Regions from separate parts of the Sus scrofa genome. Here regions 2 and 3 are each linked to region 1. Evidence: chromatin contacts called from public HiChIP or PLAC-seq data. All regions are on one chromosome and are shown on one strand. The core of a region is the stretch at or near the end of the contact, and the rest is flanking DNA. Distances in the headings are between cores, read along the strand shown. Region 1 has its middle 620 kb from the start of INSC. Region 2 overlaps SOX6 (transcription factor SOX-6). Region 3 has its middle 630 kb from the start of SOX6.

What was found. HiChIP or PLAC-seq counts read pairs in DNA pulled down with a chosen protein or histone mark.
Region 2: an H3K27ac HiChIP or PLAC-seq map of skeletal muscle shows a contact between it and region 1. The contact joins two enhancer-like sites. A contact is called at or near these places in 1 of 47 Hi-C or Micro-C datasets (embryonic fibroblasts) and 1 of 2 datasets of contacts at active chromatin or transcription factors (skeletal muscle).
Region 3: an H3K27ac HiChIP or PLAC-seq map of skeletal muscle shows a contact between it and region 1. The contact joins two enhancer-like sites. A contact is called at or near these places in 2 of 47 Hi-C or Micro-C datasets (epiblast stem cells and skeletal muscle) and 1 of 2 datasets of contacts at active chromatin or transcription factors (skeletal muscle).

The regions. Positions count from the first base shown.
Region 1 is chr2:43,392,669-43,397,002 of Sscrofa11.1, reverse strand. No RefSeq gene overlaps it. Among named protein-coding and RNA genes, the nearest start is that of INSC, 620 kb to the left of the region's middle. Within about 2 kb of position 2,177, at least 5 of the 83 cell types and tissues checked have an H3K27ac peak or open chromatin away from gene starts, as enhancers often do. A contact at or near this core is called in skeletal muscle, where this site is marked.
Region 2 is chr2:43,024,281-43,028,614 of Sscrofa11.1, reverse strand. All of the region lies in intron 15 of SOX6 (transcription factor SOX-6), which reads right to left. Among named protein-coding and RNA genes, the nearest start is that of SOX6, 580 kb to the right of the region's middle. Within about 2 kb of position 2,519, at least 2 of the 83 cell types and tissues checked have an H3K27ac peak or open chromatin away from gene starts, as enhancers often do. A contact at or near this core is called in skeletal muscle, where this site is marked.
Region 3 is chr2:43,074,729-43,079,062 of Sscrofa11.1, reverse strand. No RefSeq gene overlaps it. Among named protein-coding and RNA genes, the nearest start is that of SOX6, 630 kb to the right of the region's middle. Within about 2 kb of position 2,367, at least 1 of the 83 cell types and tissues checked has an H3K27ac peak or open chromatin away from gene starts, as enhancers often do. A contact at or near this core is called in skeletal muscle, where this site is marked.

The sequences.
Region 1 (4,334 bases), core at 928-3,427:
AACATTATGAAGGTCATGGACACCTCGCAAAGGATGAGTTTAATTGAGTGGGTCCACAGGGCACTCACACAACAGAGCTTGGACCTCAGAAAAGGAAGGCAGATTCAGATGCTTCGGCAAACAAAGATGGCTTGGAACCTGCAGAGTAACTTCATCTGTTCACTATGACCCGAAAGATTGAGCCCCAGGTGCAAAGAGCCATGGTCTTCTACAGACCACACCAGGAAACTAAAATGGCAGTGGTACCTTGAATTTGGGACTGCTTTCCTCCTAGAGGAGGAGATTAGGAGAAGGAAACTAAATTAGCTGAGCTGCTAGCATGCTTCAGGGATGTGGCATGTAATTTTCATAACATGTATTATGATGTTTCACTCAATATGTGTGATTGTCCCCCTTTCCTAAATGAAGCATTTGAGTCTCAGAAAGGGTCAGTAACTTTCCTAAGGGAACCAGCTAATAAGAGCAGAGCCAGGATTTAATCCAGCTAATAAGAGCAAAGCCAGGATTTGATCCGTGGTCAGCCAGTATCAAAGCTTTGCTTCTACCACTGCCTACTCTCACCAAAAGTTTCCACAGCTGACAGCTTCATCTATCACTGGTTAGGGCAATTTATCTCCTTTTTTCAGAGGAGGGTATTGAGACACAGAGAATTCTCCAAAAAGCATATTACCCATGGACACCTTACATCAGATAGCATTCTGATAAAAAACAGAGATGGAATTCTGATCTGACAGCGGTGGTACTGAGGAAAGTGTTTTCCTGGATCTCTGGGATAGAAGTGATTAGCCTCATTTCAATCTGTCTTTCCCAAAGTCATTTGCCTTGCTTATTCCTGACTTTGAGGGCAGATGTGACCACGCTTGGCTCTTTGATTTTTGAGGGGGTAGATAAAGTTGGGGACTGGAGCCACTTTCCTATTACATAACACGATCATTCCCTTAACTAAAAAAGTGGGGGAGGGGGAGGTGCACAGTTTCCAATTCAAGTGCTTTTCAAAAAATAGGGGAAAAACATAGTTAAAAAATTTGAAGAAAGAATGCCTCCCTAAACGTGAAATTGTTCAGAAATAGGTATTTGTAATAGGATTCAAAGTGCTCATGACAGCTACTACTTACACTGTTTAAAAAGTTGCAATTAGTACCAAAAGGCTTGGATGAAGAAAACATCATATCATAGGCATATTTATAAAACAACTTCCATCAGCCAAAGGAAAAATGGACAGAACTCTATTACAAGCTTTTTATATTTGAAGAGCAATTTCTAATAATATATCTAGAAGCCATTTCTGAAATTGACTTAGTGTGCATGATCTGGGATTAATGTTTTTTGCAAAATCACATGCTCATTTGAACGTAAACATTTTGCACTTCCGTTCCACCTCCTGGTTCAGAAGAATGCAACACCAATGTGTAAAATGATCTATCAAAATTAATTGTGAATGCCCTAATCCAATCAAGTCCACCTCATTAGGCAAACATTTAAATTATTAAGTTAAATAGTAGGATATTTCAATATCATCTTGTTATGCTATTTTTATGGCGGTGCAAATGCTGTCTACAGATGGGCTCAGCTTCCTGGACTTGCCACTATTGTTGAGGCACTTATCACCTCCGCTGGCAGGTTTCACACCTGTGTGACCTTGGTCCAGCCACAAACACTCACTCCCTCATAATTACTGTTGGAGCACCTACTATGTGCTAAAATTTGAAAGCCAGAGAAGACCTGCAGGATTAGCTCGTCACTTCTTTTCGAAGACATAGAAACTGAAGTTCTGAGAGCTTGGATCCTTTTTCATGGATCACTCAGCAAATTTGTAGCAGAGCAGCATGGAGAATCATGGCTTCCTGACTGCATCCATCTCTCTGCTTTCTTTTTCACTCTTCTAAATTGGTTTCCTGTTCATCTCCCTCTCTGCTTTAATTGAAGTAGAAATATAGAAATAAAATAGATCAGGTCCATGTTGGACATATTTTGAATAATGAGTCTTTTGCAAAATGACACTTTTATCCCACCCCCACCCCCACCCCATACCACACAAGATACACTCCCAACCTGGTTGTTCTTCTCAGGGCTTTAAATAGCTTGTCCTTTCCAAATTCCTCCAGCCAGCAAACAGCTATTCATCATTCTATATTTCCTTGAAGGCCAGCCCAACAGAGACATGTTTGGAAGAAATAAGATCTGGATGTCTCAGATTCCAGCCCCCAAATTAGTCTCTGGGTATGTGTATGTTGCAGGGAGGAAGAAGAAAGAGGAAACAGATAGGAACTAAAGCAGGCCTGAGGTCCAGGCATCACTCTGCCTATACTGGGATCCGGAAAATTACGTAGTCCTGTCCTCACCAGAACCCCCACTCCCTTTCCCCTCAGGGAGTGTGATCATGATGTCTGAAGATTTCACCCCAATTCTGGATGCAGATCTAGGGGACCTCTAGATGCTACCCTATTCTTTGCCATAAAGTGAAATGAAGAATTTCCCTGTGAACCCTTTTTGGTGTTTGGCTCAAATATGCACCCAGTTCTCTTTTCCTTATCCTCGGGGCGTGACTGAGGCAGGGAAAGAACTACCAAAGACATTTCCAAGGGAAACAGAACAGAGAGGGCCAATGGATCTGGATAATCCACACTGCTGAGTTTAGCTAGTGGGTTGTCTGATCCAGGCACCAGAGTTTCATTACAACCTTCATGAGTCCTGGTTGGCACTTTTGTCTCCATGGGCAATTTCCTCCATAAAATCTTTAAAAATTAAAAAAAAATCTTAAAACTACATTAATATAAAGAGGAATATATTAATATTATGAAATGACATTTCTTTCAACCTAAATTTTTTTTTTCCTCCTGATGTTAAAGGAATTTAAAATGTTTCTGTGAGTCCCTCCCTAAAGGTACCAGGGGCGCCGGGCACTGAGCCTACTGTTAATGGATAAATGCGCGCTGTCAGGCCCAAGAGCGTGAAGCTCAGGGAGAAAAGTCTCCCACTCTGCCTCCATTTGGTGGATGGACATCAATTCCAACAGCCTGGAAATATCTAGTTTCTCTGGATGCGGGCAAGAGGAAAGAGCTTTATCTCCTGTCCTCTCATTTCCTATTTCCTATCTGAGCACAAATTGAAAATTATTGGTGTAGGAAGAGGTCACCGTCTTTAATATCAATCAAGCTTAGGCTCTCCAAGGTTATCTTTGGAGGAAAACCACCTTTGTTCCTTGTCCTCTCAGTTTGATTCCTTTTGCCACCATCACAACCGTCCTCCGTAAAGACACATTGTTCACATGTTAAAATGCAGCTCAGTCAGGGTTAGAATCATCAAAAGACCTTCCCAAGGGGAAGTAAACACAGAGAATACTGTGAATTCATGATTCAAAAGGGCCCATAAGAACAGATGTTGGCAGCTATGACTCAGCAGAGGGACCTGGGTAGCCTTTGTTTAAAGAGCTGTAAAATTGGAAACTAATGCACCACTGGTGGGAGTATAGGTTGGTGCAACCCCTTTGCCAAAGCCCTGGCAGTATCAGCTAAGGTTGTCACATGACCCAACTTTTCTGTGCCTAAGTACTATATTGAACCAGATGAAATTGCCAACATTTGGCTGTTTTTGATCTACAAAAATGGCAAGTTAATTTGATTTGATCTAACACATAACCAAAAGAAATGCATTTGTCAAAAGCCACGTTTAAGATTGGTAGAGGAGCACTGTTCCTAGTAATTAAGCACTGGACATGCACAAAAACCCGTCAACCATAGCTTGGATTAAAAAAATATATGGTTTATTCATAGAAGAGTGCATGCAGTAAGGATAAATAAATTACAACTATCTATAACATCTTGGATGGCGCTCACAAACAGTGATGACTGAAAGAAGTCAAACGCAAAAGGGTATATATTGTATGATTCCATTTATATAAAATTCAGGTGCAAACACTACTAGCCCAGTTTGTTAGAAGTCAGAAAGGGGTTACCCTAGCCAAAGGAGACTATATGTTGACCTGAAACACATGTAAGGAACACTTTCTTGATCTGAGGATCAGTTTCATGGGTGTGTATACTTTGAGAAAATTCCCCAAGCTACATGAATTGCCTATGTACATTTTCCTTTCTTAAAAAGTTTCACTAAAAAAAAAAAGTAAGCTGCAGAAGGACTCAGGCAGCTGTTGGCACAGAGACACCAGCTGGCTCCAGGGGCGCCTGCACTCTGCCCTCCAGTTCTTGTTTGTGCCTTAGCAGATTTTTTGACCATTACTTAATATAAGCTTTGTGCCAACCACTCTCAGGCTTTATCTCACTTAATCCCCAGCTCAAAATTGAGGTGGATCCTATTATTTTTTTAATTTGAAATGT
Region 2 (4,334 bases), core at 1,270-3,769, 370 kb after region 1:
TGGAATGCAAGGTACCACTTTTAAAAGATAAAGAAAGTTAAGCCCAGAGGCATTAGTCACTTTTTATCTTCCTTTAGCAAAGGAACTTGAATCCAAATTTCCCAATAACCAGACCAAAGCCCTTTCTACTATACTTTGCAGGCTTGAAATTAGGAGAGTGGGGATATTCTACTCAATACTGTCTAATAACCAATATGGGAAAAGAATTTGGAAAGGAATGAATATACATATATGTAAAAATGATTCACTTTGCTGTGTACCTGAAATTAATACAACATTGTTGAGTCAACTATACTCCAATAAATTTTTTAATTCATAAAAAAAAGGAATTGTATTTTTGCCTAAGGAGAACAAGGAAAGGGGAAATGCTATATGAAAAGTCCTTAAAAAGTTAAACATCTGTTCATCATTCTTAATACATGGTGACAGACTCAGCTAATTGACGCCCCTCTTCCTACATGCCCGACATAGGAGCTAATGAATTTTGTTTGCTTAATACATATAAAGGCACCAAATGCTCCAAAATATAGCAAGACCTTAAACATGTTTCCTAAGCCCCCAGCACCAATGAATTTGTAGTTTTATAAATATCATGGTGAACAAGAAATGCTGTCTTATCATATTCAAGCCAAATAACAGCTGGACTTTAAAAATAAAATTTTGAAGACATTTGCCTTTTATATTTTTAATTTCTGTTTTCCTGGCTTATGGTTTTGTCATTTGATTTTGATGAGTGGTTAATACACATGCACAGCTGCCTCTTTGGGTGACCTTTCTCTTGCTGCTTCCATGCTCAAAGCTATGAAGCAGGTCGGTAAGTTGCTTACTAAGTGATATGGGCATGTTCATGACTGACAGACATCTTCCTGGGAAGCCAGGCTTACTTTATTAGTCACTTCAGAAGCCACACAGGAGAATGGGGTAAAAGTGGAGGAAGGGCAGAGCCCCTTAAAATTGTTGTTATGTGTTATTTACAATAGCCAAGACATAGAAATAACCTAAATATACATCAACAGATGAATGCATAAAAAATGTCATATATATATATATACACACACATATACATATACATATTTCATGTGATAAATGATATTGTATATAATACATTATACATTGTTGTATAATGTATACTTTGAATGTGATAAAAATTCATCCATAAAAAAGAAGGAAACTGCCGTTTGCAACAACATGGGTGACCTTGAAGGCATTATGCTAAGTGAAGTCAGATAGAGAAAGACAAATACTACATGATCTCACATATGTGTGGAATCTGAAAAGGCTGAACTCAGAGAAACGGGAGATGAGAATGGTGGTTTCAGGAGACTAGGGGTTGGTGGAAATGGGGAGATATTAGCGAGAGGGGACAAACTTCCAGTTATAAGACAAACAAACTCTGGCGATATAATATACAGCAGGGTGACTGTAGTTAAAAATACTGTCTTACATACTTGAAAGTGCTGGGAGAGTAGTTTTTGAATTTTCTCATCAGGAAAAAAAAAAAAAAAAAACAACAACAGTAACTTGTGAAGTGTAAACTTACCTTATTGTGGAAATCATTTTCCAATATCTACATGTATGGAACCATCCCACTGTACACCTTAACTTCACACCAACATTATTATGTCCATTATATCTCAGTAAATCTGGACAAATTTTTTTTAATATATTTATTTATTTTCCCACTGTATAGCAAGGGGGTCAGGTCTGGACAAATTTTAACTGGTCAAAAGCCAGAGAAAACATGGAGATGATCATGTGTGGACTAAGGAGGGATGACATCCTGGGCGAGAGCTACAACACTCACCTGTCAATGGAGTTACTTAATTTTCACTCTGAACCTCATTGGGGAACAAAGTCTTGAGCTGCTTGGCACTTTTCACAGTGATATGTATATCTGCTTATGTATCCAAGTATGCATTTCCCTTTTAATCTTCTATCTTCCTTCGCTAGACTTTAGGTTCCAAGAAGTTAGGAACATATTTGTTTTGCTTCCTTTGGTTTATCCAGTGTTTGGTTCAGGGACTGGCACACAGAACAGGCACTCAAGAAATGTTTGTCTGTGTATAGACCACAGACTGACTGAGGGAGTGAATGAATTTTTTAGATAGTCTTTCACTTCGGTCCTTTCTTACTCCTCCCCTTCAAGGAATATGGAGGCGCAACGTGGAGAAAGTATTATATGTACCTGTTATCTACTCTGCCTTTAGTATGAACTGTAACTCCAGCAGGCTTTGCAATCAGCTTACGCTTGAACAGATGCCAGGAAATATCCTAAAGTCAGCAGAAGGCTGCTACCCATCTCAGCAGTCCTCACAAAGGCACTGCACTTCTGTTGGTATTAAAGCAGGTAACTTGACTCCATTCATGAACTCACTGTCCCCCCAAAGCGCACGAGGTCTCAATGGCAACTCTGGGCAAGCTTCTGAAGGGAGGTTTTCACACGCTCCTTAAGCTCCTGGGCCACTACAGCCCTTCTACTATTACACTCATCAGGCATTGCTACTCTGTGTGACAGAGAAACATGAGAGCCACGGCATGGCATGACTTGCTATATTTAGGGGAGAGGAAATGGGTCATACTGAGGAAGGTCACAAGGAGTTTGTTCAGAAAAATGAAGGCACCACACTTATCTATCTATATAAACAGGGGGTGTGGGATAGCACAGAACTTAGGGGCTTGGGTTCTGAACCCAGGCTGCCTGGGATCAATTCTCAGTTCTACCCTCACTAGCCATGTGACCCCTGGCAAGTTACTTAACTATTCTTAGCCTTAATTTTCTCATCTGTAAAATGGGGGGAAAAATATCTTCTTTACAGAGCTATATATGATTTAAATGAGAAAACATGTGTTAAAAGCTTAGCACATTCTCTGGCATATAAAAGCTTGATATTTGCTGAGGAAAAGCAAAGTGACCAGGAAATTGGTTTGAATTCAGACAATCTGGTTATTGAATGGAAGTTCCAAAGATTTTTCTATATCATATGTTTCATTTTTTTCTTTTCATAATGTCTAATAACTCTGACCATGCTTTTTCATTTACCCAGCACACAAATATCATCAACTTGATTATTAGCCTTACTGAGAGGCCACTGGCTGTATTTGCACCTATGATACAGTTAAGAAACTAAGTGAAGAAAGATGAATGACAGATTAAGAAAAATCTGTTAGAACAAGGATGCAGTGATGGAACCCTGTAGCTCTTCGCCTGTGAAAAAATGAACAGACTGAATACTCCAAAGTGATGAAAAGTATTATGTCACCGTGTCGGTCAGAGATTTAGGTACTCTGCAGGACCATCTGCCAACAAAATTGAGATGGGCCACACCTGAATAACTGGCTCCCTAGACCACAGAACCTCAATCCTCAGCAGGGAAAAAACCTGTCCTTCTGAGTGCCTATAAAAATGTCAGTGTCACCGTGCCCTCAGTACACTTTCTTCAGGGAAGGCAGTGAGGATACTTCTGCTTTTGAGTCTGCTTTAATCCTCCCCGCTCCCCCTCTTCCTTCTCCTCCTCCCTTCCTTCCTTGCTCCCCTTACCCATGCACAAACTGGAATTTATTTTAACACCTTGTCCCTGGGACTATCATGAAACATTAGGCTCTCCCACTGGTATGAAAAACCTGCCTTCTGAAAACTCTCTGAAGTGCTTCCTAATGTCTGATGCTACCCATCTCTTAGTGTCCATGCCAGAGATTTCTGAACTGCCGAGGATGGCCCCAAGTGATCACCAGAAGCCACGCGCAGTTCAGATGCTACGAAATGTCTTCATGGGTTTTCCAGGGATTAGGGTCTTGGAAGAAATCCTGCCATTAAAAGGGATAATAGTAAGATTCCTCCCCTCAAGCTAAAGGACTTTAGCTAGGACCTGAGATGGGTGAAGTATTGTGTTACTCTGAAGAGAACAAATTAATCTTCCCTGACCGGTGGGAGGGATTCTGCCAAAGGAACAGCTAACGGGAAAACCAGTCCCTACTCTGTGATGACACAGTAAATAACCAGGCAACATTACCACTGAAGTGCTGACCTAACTCATAAATTGTACCCAGCCTCTGGGGAGCAATTTCTGCTGATTTGCTGCTTGTGCATTTAAAACAAACAAACAAAAAGGGAAGAGGAGCCGACAGGCATTGATAGTGCTGTGGGTAAACACATGGAGAGGAAAGCTGGTCTTTCCATCCAGACTTTCAAAAGACTTTATGATACTTAGTGCCAGACACAGGCCGGACTTTGCCTAAGCAATTATTAATTTTATGCTAGATCTGCTGCGAACTATCATTTAGTTCCCAAAATGGTTTGATTGTGCCTGGGAATCTCTTGATTTAAGGGTAAAAAA
Region 3 (4,334 bases), core at 1,118-3,617, 320 kb after region 1:
AAGCCATGTAAATTTGGTTTCTGTCGCTTATAATCAACAAAATCTTAATAATGCAGCATTTGATTGCACTAAAGCTTTGTAGGGTTTTGTTTCGTTTGATTTTATTTAGAAGAGGGGATTTCCCTGCTGTCTTCAACTTTCTGAATAATAGTTGAAATATTAGTTGAAAGAATGAATGAAGCAATTAAGAGAAAACAGTGATTGTAAAGAGAAGAAATTAATATTTTCAGAGGGATAAGAGAAGTTACAGACTTCATAATGCAAAACAAGGGTGCCATAAAAAGGGAAACTTCCAGGCAACAAAGAAAAGCATTTGGAGGAGTTCCCACAATGGCTCAGCAGGTTAAGAATCCAACTAGTATCCATGAGGATGTGGGTTTGATCCCTGGCCTTGCTCAGCAGTTAAGGATCTGGTGTTGCTGTGGCTGTGGTGTAGGCCAGGAGCTGCAGCTCCGATTTGACCCCTAACCTGGGAATTTCCATATACTGCAGGTGGTGGTGGCCCTAAAAAGAAAAAAAGGAAAAAAAAAAAAAAGCACTTGGAAATTAAATCTATGATTCAAAAATGAGAAACTCAATTGACATGTGAAAGATAAAATTGAAGACATTTTTCTAAGACACAGAATAAACTTAGAAAGAAATTAAAAAATAGAGAAGAAAAATAAAATTGAAAGACCACATCAAGAGGTTCAACATCTGAATTTATGACTTCCTGCGAAAGGCAGAGAGAACTGTAAGGAGAAAATCATCAAAGAAATAGGTCAAGATAACTTTTCAGAGCTGAAGGATATGGATTTCCAGTCTGAAAGGTCCCGTTGAGTACAACGAATGAATGTGTACCAGCACCAAGGCAGAGCACCATAAAATTCCAAAATGCTGAGGACAAGGAGATCCTATAAGTGATGAGAAAGAGAGAGAGATGTTGGAACAAAACTCAGAATGGCATCAGATTTTTCAACAGCTATGCTGAGAGCTAGAAAACAGGGAAGCAATACCTTCAAAACTTTACTGCGAAGCTATTTCCAAGGCAGAACTTTATTCAACCAAATTAACAAAGTATAAGTGTCGAATAAAGATATTTTAGACAAAGTCTGAAAAACAATGTATCTCTCCAGACAGCCTTTCTCAAGCAGCACCTGCCGGATGTGCTCTATAAAGTAAAGCAGTAAACAATGACAGAGAAAGAGAAGGTCTCTAACACATATATCATGGGGGAAGGAAGAGCCCAGGACCAAAGTTGTGCCATAGGCCTATTAAGCAACTGATCTAGGTTGGAATTGAAAAAGTTCTTCAGGATGATAGAGATGACAAAAGACTAATGTGATTGAACACAATGAAAGGATACTTACTCAGACGGAAGTCTCAGATTTGTGATTAGTACACCATCGATTTCATAAACTAAAGAGACTCGGTAAAATTCCAAACAACGGGAAAAATAACTCATGCAGAAATGAGAAAATAATCATAATTTTCCACGTCTCAGGTGTGAGCTCTGACTGAAAACTACTCTGGGCCCTACAAAGTACGGACCCAGAGTAGGAAATCCCTTGTTAATTCTTAAAACTGAAAAACCGGGAAGCAGCTATATAAGTCCTCTTTCTGCAGAACTTAAAGCTGAGAGAATATAAGTCTGGGGCTGCAGAGGTATAGCTCATGGAAAGAGACTGCTTGGGAGCAAAGCCAACCAGAGCAGATAGGAGAGATAGAGACATCAAGTCTGGATGGCCCTGTTTAAACACCTGTATCCAGCCATGCCTGAAGCTATGCTATCCTTGCACTTTTTCAGTTATGTAAGCCACTAAATCCCTTTTGGCTGCAGAAGCCATGTAAATTTGGTTTCTGTCGCTTATAATCAACAAAATCTAAATAATGCAGCATTTGTTTGCACTAAAGCTTCGTAGGGTTTTGTTTCGTTTGATTTTATTTAGAAGAGGGGATTTCCCTGCTGTCTTCAACTTTCTGAATTATCCTCCCTCCCCATGGCCAGTCAGAAAACTTGATGCAATTCATATATCTAAGTGGTCTGACTCTTACAACTGCAATAGCGAAATTAATCAATATTCAGCTGTCTTTAGTGTGCCCAATATTTCTTTAGTCTATCATTGTGGGCTTAACTAAAACTTAGGTTTAAATCGAATTTCCTCCAAACAGCATCCTAAAATTTGTAAAACTAATTACAATTCTAAACTTGGATCAGACGATTTAACTCTTCTGGACCTCACTTCCCAGATTTTCTTGGTTAAATTAATTGGACTTTAGCCATTTCTTGCAGCAGAGTTGCAAAAATAGAGAGTCCCAGATATTACACCCTGCTTGGCAGGCATTTAAAATTCAACAGCCTGAAAAACGATCCAGTTCCTTGAGCTGTATTTATAGTTGCAGTATTTATCCCCTGGTATGTCTTATCTGACACAGTTTAAGGTCCAGACCACTTGTCTTTTCCATGGCTCTGTCCAGGGCAAGTGTGTTTGGCTGACATCAGCCAGCACATCACTACCTGCCTTCCTGGAATCTGCAAAGGATCCAGTTATCTCTGCAGGTGGACAAGTAAAGGTGCCCCAGACCCAGACCTAAGGCTGCTTGGGAATTTACTTCCCATTTCCCTAGTGGGTCAAACCCATATATTTAGCACGTGTTCTTATTTTCAGTATTAATAAACAAGTGCCTTTTCTAAGGGAGTTAATTTCTTAATGTGTAGACATGCATTTAGATGACTTCATAAAGGTTTTTATCCACATATAGAATATATGAGTTGGGTTTTTTTGTTTCTTTTTGTTTTGTTTTGTTTTGTTGTTGTTTGTTTGCTTTTTAGGGCCATACCTGCAGCATATGAAGGTTCCCAGGCTAGCGGTTGAATCAGAACTACAGCTGCCGATCTATTATGCCACAGCTACATCAAAACCAGATCCAAGCAGTGTCTGCAACCTACACCACAGCTCACAGCAACACCAGATCCTTAACCCATGGAGCAAGGCCAAGGATCGAACTCGCAACCGCATGGTTCCTAGTCGGATTCATTTCTGCTGTGCCACGATGAGAACTCCTAGAATATACGAGTACTTTCGCCATTGAATCTATTCTAACTCAAGGGTGAGTCAGGGCAGTATAATGTCATTTCAGGAAAGAACAAACAATTGGTTTGTTCAGGGATCAGGATCCTGGTTACTCTTTGTGGTCATATAATTATTGTTTTGTTTTCTTCATTAATAATATCAGTGCTGGAGTTCCCGTCGTGGCGCAGTGGTTAGCGAATCCGACTAGGAACCATGAGGTTGCGGGTTCGGTCCTTGCTCTTGCTCAGTGGGTTAACGATCCAGCGTTGCCGTGAGCTGCGGTGTAGGTTGCAGACGCGGCTCGGAACCCACGTTGCTGTGGCTCTGGCGTAGGCCAGCGGCTACAGCTCCGATAAGACCCCTAGCCTGGGAACCTCCATATGCCTCGGGAGCGGCCCAAAGAAATAGCAAAAAGACAAAAAAAAATAATAATAATAATAATATCAGTGCTTCCTTCATTTCCAAAATAAACTCTATACTTTGCATTTCAAGATAAGGATCCAGCCTCATTTATTCTTTTCATATAATGACACTCATAATGGAAATACTAATGGAGTTTTTATTGTAATTAACACGTAACAATATTGCAAGACAGAATTATAAATAAGAGTCAAATAAAAGAATGGGCTAGATATCCTTGCACATCTGGTTTGGGTATGTATAATAATATCATCAGCTTATTAATATTAATCCCAAAACAGAAATTTAGTAGATTGTCTTAAGACTGATGTTATTTTTCCCAATCTAATTTTTTGAGTTCAATTGATGATATATGTCATATTAGGGACTGCTAGAACATCCAACTATTATTTCCTGAGCCTGAAGAATGCTGAATTGTTTTTGTATACTTATGGTTCCTGGTACTGCTTATTACCATTGTAAAACATCTTTTGTTGTACTGATGACAGTGGTGTTGACAGAAATATCAATAGAGGTAGAATGTTACCAAAAGGGGATAGACTAGTATTCTGCTGATGGGTGACAACAGTTGTTTCTTTGACAGGCTTTTACAGAAATGAGTAGGAGTCAAATTCTATTGCAAATACTTTGGGTGTCTCCATCTATCTATCTACCTCGCTACTGGAATTTGGCTGGTTTGGATATTTCTAGAAATACTGGAATTTGACTGCTTCTGAGAATAAAATAAATAAATAAATAAATAAATAATAAAAATAACCCCAACTTTAGCCAGGATCTTGCTTGTTCAGTTCACTAGTCACTTACTAGCAGTTCTAGAGTACCCTGGTGCATGGCTGCGCTTCCTGCCCACAGCTGACCTCT